Linked DNA regions of Capra hircus: region 1 is linked to region 2. A link is a contact called in public Hi-C data. All regions are on one chromosome and are shown on one strand. The core of a region is the stretch at or near the end of the contact, and the rest is flanking DNA. Distances in the headings are between cores, read along the strand shown.

What was found. A called contact is a pair of places that touch in the nucleus more often than the background predicts.
Region 1: a Hi-C map of blood shows a contact between it and region 2, with 3 times the contacts expected there. The contact joins the enhancer-like site here to the promoter of ARL4C in region 2. A contact is called at or near these places in 2 of 5 Hi-C or Micro-C datasets (both in blood).

What each region holds. Positions count from the first base shown.
Region 1 is chr3:6,728,157-6,733,461 of ARS1.2, reverse strand. No RefSeq gene overlaps it. Among named protein-coding and RNA genes, the nearest start is that of ARL4C, 59 kb to the right of the region's middle. Within about 2 kb of position 1,286, at least 1 of the 5 cell types and tissues checked has an H3K27ac peak or open chromatin away from gene starts, as enhancers often do.
Region 2 is chr3:6,669,659-6,674,972 of ARS1.2, reverse strand. ARL4C (ADP-ribosylation factor-like protein 4C) reads right to left here and starts at 2,783. Exons shown (of 2, transcript XM_018040905.1): 1 at 1,511-2,783; 2 at 1-1,307. The coding sequence starts at 2,265. The coding sequence ends at 1,687.

The DNA of each region.
Region 1 (5,305 bases), core at 37-2,536, 60 kb before region 2:
ATTGGATGAAATTTGCTTAATATAAGACCCAAACTTGATAAAGCTAGAATGAGAAAGGAAACTATATAGACTTTTCCATGTATAACTTTAAAAATTGCTGGAATATACATTAAATTACATCTTTTAAAAGATAACATTAAAATTAAATTGAATTCATATTAGAGGAGCAAGGATAATTTAATATTAGGAAATTATATATATGTATTATGTATACATTCAGTTCAGTTCAGTTCAGTCGCTCAGTCGTGTCTGACTCTTTGTGACCCCATGAATCACAGCATGCCAGGCCACCCTGTCCATTACCAACTCCCAGAGTTCACACAAACTCATATGCATACATTACATCTAATATATATAATATGTAATTATGTATATAGTATGCCTGGAGAATCCCAGGGACAGAGGAGCCTGGTGGGCTGCCGCCTATGGGGTCACACAGAGTCGGACACGACTGAAGTGACTTAGCAGTAGCAGTATGTATATATATATATATGGCATAGTAACTTTAATATAAAAACCAAACGCATATGCATAAATGCTAAAAAAGCATTGTTTTCCCCCTTTCCCATCATCATTATTTAAAATTGCCCTGGAAGTTCTAAACAAAAATACAATGATTAATAACTATCAGATTTAAAAACACAAAATAATCATTATTAGCCTATATATAATACTGTGCCCAGGAAACTTCACCAAGTCAAGTGAAAACCTTTTTGAATTTTGAATTAATAGAGACATGACCAATACAACATAAACTTTCAAAATAACAGTAGGTTGTATTATACCAGCAAAACAATTAGAAGACAGAATAACAGCTAGAGCAGGAATACCATTCTCAATAGCATATATATATATAATTAATAAAATAAAATTAATAAATTAATAAAATCAATAAAATTAATAAGATACATGTTGGAGAAATTTTTTAATATGCATTTTAATGAGACACAAAAAATAAAACCTGAATAAGTTAACTAGCCTGTCATGTTTCTGATGGGATACCAAATATAAAGACATAAATACAAGTTAACCTATGCATCTCACACAACCCAATCATAGTTTTAAAGCAATATTTTTAATCTTGGGTTTCCCTGGTAGGTCAGTGGTAAAGAATCTGTCTGCCGATACAGGAAACAGGGGTTCGATCCCTGATCCAGGAAGATCCCGCGTGCCAGAGAGCAGATAAGCCCATAAGTCCATGTGCCACCAACCCACTGAGGCCCAGGAGCCACAGCTACTGAGCCCATGTGCGGCGAGTACTGAGGCCTGAGCACCCTCGAGCCCACGCCTCACAAGAGAGGCCACCACAAGGAGAAGCCACTCTCCACAACCAGAGGGAAAGCCAGCGCAGCAACTGAGACCCGGCACAGCCAAACACAAACAAATAAAAAATAATTTTAAAATTTAACCTGGATAAAATCAGATTAACTTGTCTTTAAACACACACACACACACACACACACACACACACACACACACGAAAAAGTCGTCCAAATAGCTCTTTTAGAACAATGCAAAGAAATGCTACTCAATTCTAAATGTAATAAAAATGGAAAAAAATCATGTTTCTCACACAAAAGAAGGCAGGTCAACAGAACTAAAGACATAAACCTGAACTAGGCCAAATACATGTAAGGATTTTATCTGATTTAATAAAAAAAGAAAAAAAAAGGAAATCCACCAGAAATCAATGGGCAAAGACTAGATTATTCTATATAGAGAGTGTGAAAATTGAATTTTGGGGAAAAAAATTAATCCTCAATTCATACTATAAAAAAAAATAAATCCTAAATGTAATTTTGAAAGATGAAAACCACAGAAAACTAAAAATATGTTCTAGCTTAAATTTAAAAGTCCAAATACTTAATTAAACATTTACAACAAAAATTTTCTCTGCACCAGTAAGTGAAAGTAAGGAAATATTGGTAATAAATATGAAAGACAAGAGGTTAATATCACTAATTAATAAAGAATAAGTGTTAGCTGAATAAGAATAATACAATATACTCAATCAGTGGGCAAACAGCCTTGACGGCTACGTTGACAAGGCTTCTTGGATTCAGAAACTGCTGATGTGAAGATGACCTGGCCCACCCTTCTGCAGAGAAACCTAACAGTTGGTATCCAAAGCATTAAACAAAGTCATGCCTTTGGCTCCAGTAATTTCATCTTGGAATTGTATCCTAAGGAAAGCTGAAACAAGAACAGAGACTTATGTGCCCATGTTTCTGATCTCCACGTGATTTATAATGTGGAAACAGCAACCAAACTAAGCAGCCTTCCAAGGGAATATATAAGAGTGAGGCATCCAGTAGAAGGAATATTTTTTTTAAGTCACTGGATATTTTATCTGAAGAATTTTGGTAAAAATCCTCATGATACAATTTTAAGTAAAACAAGACACAGAACTTTGTATCAGTGGGATTATGGGAATGTGCGGAAATGGCCTGGTAGGCCAACAGGTGCTGGGCCTAAAGCGGTGGTAGGAACGTGTGCGTTTTTTCCTTCTCCTTTAGTTTCTACTTTCAAATTGTTCAAAACTATGTATGTGCATTTCAGTTCAGTTCAGTTGCTCAGTCATGTCCGACTCTTTGCGACCCCATGAATCACAGCATGCCAGGCCTCCCTGTCCATCACCAACTCCCAGAGTTCACTCAGACTCACGTCCATTGAGTCCGTGATGTCACCCAGCCATCTCATCTTCTGTCATCCCCTTCTCCTCCTGCTCCCAATCCCTCCCAGCATCAGGGTCTTTTCCAATGAGTCAGTTCTTTGCATAAAGTGGCCAAAGTACTGGAGTTTCAACTTCAGCATCAGTCCTTCCAAAGAACACCCAGGACTGGTCTACTTTAGAATGGACTGGTTGAATCTCCTTGCAGTCCAAGGGACTCTCAAGAGTCTTCTCCAACACCACAGTTCAAAAGCATCAATTCTTTGACGCTCAGCCTCCTTCACAGTCCAACTCTCACATCCAAACATGACCACTGGAAAAACCACAGCCTTAACTAGACGGGCCTTAGTCGGCAAAGTAATGTCTCTGCTTTTGAATATGCTATCTAGGTTGGTCATCACTTTCCTTCCAAGGAGTAAGCGTCTTTTAATTTCATGGCTGCAGTCACCATCTGCAGTGATTTTGGAGCCTCAAAATCCCCATTTATTTCCCATGAAGTAACGGGACCAGATGCCATGATCTTCGTTTTCTGAATGTTGAGCTTTAAGCCAACTTGTTCACTCTCCTCTTTCACTTTCATCAAGAGGCTTTTGAGTTCCTCTTCACTTTCTGCCATAAGGGTGGTGTCATCTGCGTATCTGAGGTTATTGATATTTCTCCCGGCAATCTTGATTCCAGCTTGTGCTTCTTCCATTCCAGCATTTCTCATGATGTACTCTGCATAGAAGTTAAATAAGCTGGGTGACAGTATACAGCCTTGACGTACTCCTTTTCCTATTTGGAACCAGTCTGTTGTTCCATGTCTAGTTCTAACTGTTGCTTCCTGACTTGCATATAGGTTTCTCAAGAGGCAGGTCAGGTGGCCTGGTATTCCCATCTCTTTCAGAATTTTCCACAGTTTATTGTGGTCCACACAGTCAAAGGCTTTTACATAGTCAATAAAGCAGAAATAGATGTTTTTCTGGAACTCTCTTGCTTTTCCCATGATCCAGTGGATATTGGCAATTTGATCTCTGGTTCCTCCGCCTTTTCTAAAACCAGCTTGAACATCTGGAAGTTCACGTTTCACATACTGCTGAAGCCTGGCTTGGAGAATTTTGAGCATTACTTTACTAGTGTGTGAGATGAGGATGATAGAAATATAAGCATGCTTGTCAGAAGCGAGCAAGACTCCATGGGGGTGCTGGGGAAAGAGATTATATTGACACATATATGTGGAATCTAGAAAAATGGTACAGATGAACCTGTTTTCAGGGAAAGAATAGAGACGCTGACATAAAGAATGGACGTGTGGACACAGCGGGGAAAAGAGAGGTGAACAAACTGGGAGATCAGGATGGACAGATAAACACTACCTTGTGTGAAATAGACAGCTGGTGGGAAGCTGCTGTACAGCACAGAGAACTCGGCTCGGTGCTCTGCAATCATCTAGAGGGAGGGGAGTGTGGGGTGGAAGGGAAGGAACATATGTATACACAGAGCTGATGCACTTCACTGTACAACAGAGACTAACATAGCATTGCAAAGCAATTATACTCCGATTTTAAAAACTGGGTAAGAAGGGGAAGTAATAATGGGGGCATGTCCTGCAGGACAGGAGAAATGGGACCCAAGGTTCACGAGGAGGTACTGGCTGCTGCATGGTACCCGTGAAACAGGAAGCAAGTGTCTTCCCCAGTTCAGTTCAGCCCCTCAGTCATGTCCGACTCTTTGTGACCCCATGGACTGCAGCACTCCAGGCCTCCCTGTCCATCACCAACTCCTGGAGTTTACTCAGACTCATGTCCATTGAGTCGGTGATGCCATCCAATCATCTCATCCTCTGTCATCCTCTTCTTCCCCCGCCTTCAATCTTTCCCAGCATCAGGGTCTTCTCCAATGAATCAGTTCTTCGCATCAGGTGGCCAAAGTATTGGAGTTTCAGCTTCAGCATCAGTACTTCCAATGAATATTGAGGACTGATTTCCAGGACTGACTGGCTGGATCTCCTTGCAATCCAAGGGACTCTCAAGAGTCTTCTCCAGCACCACTTCGGTCTTCCCCAGAGACCAAAGGAAAAGAGAAGGGCATGTAGGTGGCATTTCAGGGCAGCAGCAGGAAGTGGATGGAATTCGTGTTTCTTTCTCAGATTGCCTCAAGACTGTTGGTAACCTTCAAAAATGGGGTGGAGCTGCGGAAGGGCTAGAAGGCCTGAGACTATAATGTGGAATCAGGTAAACTGGTGATGGCAGAGGATGAGAGGAGACCACGCCCATTGCAGATCCACGTGAAATGGAGACCACAGTTCGTACTGGGCACCGTTAGCACAGTCGTGTGATTTCCAAGGAACCCCAAATGGTACAGGAGGTACATAGAGCCATTGAGTGAACTGTGCCTGGGTCCACACCCTCCTGCCCTGTAGCTAAGGCTCCTGAGCTTTGTTGGGGACTCAGGTTCTAGTGTTGCTAAACCTTCTCCATCTTTGCGTCTCTCCCGGGCTCCAAGCCAGCAGATCAAAAGAAGCATTGAATAAAAGAGGACTGATCTGAAATGCGGGCATCATTCTGGGTAAAGGAGATGAATTGCTTTTGAATCTCATGGAAATACCAAAGAAATATCAGAGTCAATAAAACTATCATCCTGGAATTCGAATAG
Region 2 (5,314 bases), core at 1,534-4,033:
TTGGGGGTGAATGACAGCTTCTGCAAACCAAGACTCAGTCCTGATTATAAAGGATTTTTTAAATTACATTATTAAAAATAGGTATTTCTTCTTCTTTCACTTTATTTCCAAAGCCTCTTTCAAGTAAACTGTGAGGAGCCTGAGGACAGGTGACGATTACGTCACATGCTTTCTTTCATCCCAAGCGCTCACCGTGTCTGCATTTGCTCTGCAACCAGTTTCCACAAGCAGGAATCAGGAAGGACCTCCTTGTGCTTTTCCCTCGCCTTGAAATCCATGCAATGAGGTCGGCTTTTGCAACAAGGTGGGCTTTTGTCTGTCGGTGTGTAACATCAAATACTCTAATGAGACATTTGCAATGAAAATACTTAAACCAGATAGGCCACAATGAACCAGATTAGAAATTTGAACATGTCGCCACTTGCAGCGTAAAGGGATCTAAAAAGGCAAAGTCTTTTTTTCCCCTAAATTGAGTATTTCTATGGGGAGTATTCATTCGTAGCATATTTTTTTTTTAAGGACAAAAAAAAATAATGTCTGAAAACCATAACCCATCATCAAGCGGTTAGGATTACAAGACACATCCCTTGCCAAAACCCGCTTGTCATTCAGCACACATCTGCAGCTGGTGTGCTCACACAAACCAATCAGCAGGCTAAAAAAAAAAAATTGAAGATTCCACACATATGGGTCTAGAAATGTATGCCGATTACACAGCACTGTATCTACACACACCCCATCCAGCACTGACGTCAGGAGCCTTACCCTTTAAACACCTTTAACTATTCTGCAAAGAGTAAATGCATCATTTGCCACCACCTCCAACAGTTTCTTGTTTGTAATTTTTTTATTGGTCTCTTTGTGTGATAATGACCTACACATGGACAGGGTCCAAACCATCTGGAAGATGTCTGATTCCAGGCTGAAAAGCAGTTCTCAACAAAACTGGTCTTCTGAAGCTACCACAAAGCACCAGGAAAGGGGCGTTCTTCGCGGCCATCCCCCAGCCCAGGCCAGCGCAGCGCCCCGCGCCTTCCAGCTGCGGTACTGTTCCACGCAGTCCTCTGATGGCCCAAACCACCACCTCGTTTGGGCCCAGAGCAGGGCAAATGGATTTTCACAGGGTCCTGCCCTGTGACATAAAATTATCCAGGTTTCATAGCCCAAGGAGAGGCTGTTCCCCCAGCACCTCCCACTGCCACCGTGCCCCCAGTTGGGAACTCCCGGGGTTCTGGGAACCGCATACCTCAGGTAGCTCACAGGTGTGATCCCCAATGAGGGCGGGGGAGCCTGAACTTCTGGCCCTGCTGGAGTAGGAGGAAATTGCTTTTGTCTCGGATATCTGAGCCTTCCAACCTGGGCCAGCAGGGCGGACGGTGGGACCTGCACGTCCACTCCCCAGCCGGGTCCCCCACCCCCTGAGTAGCTCCGGCTTTCAGACAAAAGGACCCCTGAGCTGCGGGTGGGGAGGGGGCAGGTCGAGCGCAGGCTGGCCAGCTTGCCTACATACCCAGGTTAAGTCACCAGTCCTGCATGTGGGTGCAGAGACTCCGCTTTAAAAATTCGAAGCGTCGCTTTGGTTCGCTGTCTTTGTTCGCGGGCGCGCGGGCCACACAGCCTTTCATTCATTCATTCCGGACTCGCTCGCTCCCCGCGCCTAGCTCCGTAACGTCGCCGCCCGGAGCATTACCGCTTCTTCTTCTGCTTGAGGGACTTCCTGCGTTTCAGGATCATCTCGTACAGCTTGTCCATGCCCTCGGTGAGACCCTCGCCGATGATGGCGCACGCCGGCTGGACGTGGTAGGTGGTGGCCGGGATGAGCTCGTGCAGCGCCAGCTGCTTCTCGATCTCCGCCACGGGCAGCGACTTGGGCAGGTCCTGCTTGTTGGCGATGACCAGCAGCGGCGTGCCCTGGTTCTCGGCGAACTTGGTCACTTTGTGTAGCTCTGTCTTGGCCTCCTCCAGCCGGTCCACGTCCACCGAGTCCACCACGTAGATGATGCCGTCCGTGCAGCGGCTGTAGGACTTCCACAGCGGCCGAAGCTTCTCCTGGCCGCCCACGTCCCAGAAGTGGCAGCTGATGCCCTTGGCCGTGCCGTTGCTCAGCTTGATCTTCTCCGTGTTGAAGCCGATGGTGGGCACGGTGTTCACGAACTCGTTGAACTTGAGCCGGTAGAGCACCGTGGTCTTGCCGGCCGAGTCCAAGCCCAGCATGACGATGTGCAGCGACTGGAAGGCCGAGATGTTGGAGGAGATGTTGCCCATGGCTCCTCGCTGCGGCGCCGGCCACTGCGGCTGCGGCGGGAGGGCGCCGCCCCCCGCCCTCCCGAGCAGTTACGGGCCCGACGCGGGCAGGCGCACCTGGGCCCCGCCTGCCGCCCTCAGCCGCCGGCACCGGCCTGGGCTTGGAGTACCCGGGGCGCACGGCTCGGCGCGCTCAGACACCGCGGCCCCCGCGCCCGCGCCGGCTGGGCATCGCGTCTCTCTCGATGGGCTTTGTCTCCCGCGAAGTCTCCTCCGCTGCGGCGCCGCGGGCTGCTCGCGCCCGTCGCCCTCCCCCGCCGGCCCAGGCTCTCTGCTGCTTCCTCGGGCCGCGCCCCCGCGCTCCAGCCGCTGCCCTGGCTCTCCGCGGCTGCGGGTTCCGGGCTCCGAGCGCCGAGGGCTCGCCTCTGCCTGGGCGGCGCCGCCGCGGGGCCAATCCCACTCCCAGGGCGAGCCTCGGAGGCGCAGGCGGGGCGTGGGCTTCCCCGGGCTTCGCTGCCTGCGCGGTGGCCTGGCTGTCCCCGCAGTCCCCGCGCCGCCACCGCCGCCGCCGGCAGCCTGCTGCGGCAGGAGGGCGCCGGGCCCCGCCCCTGGGAGGCCCCGCCCCTCATCCCGCCCCTATGGCCCCGCCCCTTCGTGGTGCCCTCGTACCGACGGCCCCGCCCCTCGCCCGCCCCGCCCCCCGCGCCCCGCCCCAGGTCGGGCGTGGACCTCCCAGCCTGGCGGGCCGCTTTCGCGCCTTTCAGTGCTTTCGAAATCGCCCTGGTCGTCTCCTCCCGCGCCGCACCCAGATAATGGGTTCCCGAGCTGCCGGCTCTTCCCGCCTCGGCCCTGTGACGCATCTTGTAAAAATAGCTCCCGGAACTCCACGCCTAGCCAGCCCCAGGCCGGACCGACTGCCCGGCGGGACTGCAGCGTGGGAGGCGCAGCCGGCCTCCAGGAGCGAGGGCCGGGGATCCAGAGTCCAGGGCAAGGCGGGCCGGGGCAGCCCTGCCCGAGGGACTGGGGACCATCCAAGGGGGAAGTGGGGTCAGAGTGCCCCCTCTGGGGAGAGAGGGCTGTAGATCAGGCCCCCGACCCCCATACTCCCCCACCCAGTAGAGGGGAAAGGAGGGCGTGGGCCGCAGGGAGCCAGCCCGGGCACGTGGCCTTTGCGGTGCCCAGGACACTGATCCTCCCTGGTACCCTGGCTCACTTCCCGGCCAGAACTCCGTGGGGGTGGGGTGGGGTCTCCACGGGATCCCCGCTGCCCTGGGGCCCAGACCTGCGCCCATATCGCCCCGGAGGCCTGGCTTCATTTAAGGAGACTTGTCTGTCCCCAGATAGCTCCGACGACTCACCAGCCCCAGACAGCTCCTTTGCTACCTTGTTTTTGTTCCAGCGTCTGCGCGGACATCCCAGGTCAAGTGTGAGCATCTCAGGAGAGCACCCTCTACCACCCATGGTACTTAGAGAACTGAGAACCACCTGCCCACAGGTGAACCAGTCCTCCAGCGACTGGTGCTCCAGGAGCATTTAGGCCTGAAACAAAAATGTGTCAGCAGCTCGGAGTAGGTTACACCGTAGGTCACAGGCACCAGTGCCCAGTCCCTGGCTGGCTTCTCCCATCACTCCGATTCAGTGCTCTCATTCTAGTTGGTAAGCACATAACCAAGGCTTATCCTCTGCAGGTACAGAGGAAACTGAGTGGAGGAGTAGAAGCAGAGGCAGTATGGACAAGGGCTTCTTCCCAATGCCAGCTTATGAGGCAAGAAGAGGGAAATGGGGTCTGGGGGATGGAAACGTGTCTGATAACCATTGATGGCTGAAAACCAAATTATTGTAGAAAAGCTTTCCTTTACCACCTTCCTTTCACAAGCTGTGATAAAATAGGTGATTTTGTTTGTACTGAACCATATGAGAAGACTTCGTGTCGATGGCAGGACCAACCGTCCCTCCTGGGGACTCCTCTGGGGGCAGCAACCACTCAGACGGGGTCCAGGGCTGGAGAAGTCCTAGTGAATCATTCTGTCCAACGTGCCGGCCGAGGAAGCCAAGGCTCAGGCACTTGACCTGGCCAGGGTGGAACCTACCTGCAGACGGCCTTCTTGTATTCATGCCAGGAGCTGAGGGCTTGCTGCTCTCTCCTACTCCCCACATTTCCCACACACTAAGTTAACGGAGTGAAGTTGTAAGGAACCTGAAGTCAGTTGTGAAAGACAGAAATTCCACTCAAATTGCCAATATCCGTTGGATCATAGAAAAAGCATGAGAATTCCAGAAAAACATCTACTTCTGCTTCATTGACTACAAAGCCTTTGACTCTGTGGATCACAACAAACTGGAAAATTCTTAAAGGCATGCGAATACCAGACCACCTGACCTGTTTCCTGAGAAACCTGTATGCAGGACAAGAAGCAACAGTTAGAATGAGACATGGAACAACATACTGGTTCAAAATTGGGAAAGGAGTACGTGAAGGTTGTATATTGTCACCCTGCTTATTTGTCTTATGCAGAGTACATCATGTGGAATGCCAGACTGGATGAAGCACAAGCTGGAATCAAGATTGCCAGGAGAAATATAAATAACCTCAGATATGCAGATGACACCACCCTTATGGCAGAAAGCGAACAGGAACTAATGAGTCTCTTGATGAAAGTGAAAGAGGAGAGTGAAAAATCTGGCTTAAAATTCAACATTCAAAAAACAAAGATCATGGCATCCAGTTCCACCACTTCATGGCAAGTAGATGGGGAAACAATGGAAAGAGTAGTGGATTTTATTTTCTTGGGCTCCAAAATCACTGCAGCCATGAAATTAAAAGACGTTTGCTCCTTGAAAGAAAATCTATGGCAAATCTAGATAGTGCATTAAAAAACAGAGATATTACTTTGCCTACAATGGTCCATCTAGTCAAAGCTATGGTTTTTCCAACAGTCATATATGGATGTGAGAGAGGGACCATAAAGAAGGCTGAGCACTGAAGAATTTTATGCTTTCAAACTGTTGTGCTGGAGAGGACTCTTGAGATTCCCTTGGACTGCAAGGAGATCAAACCAGTCAATCTTAA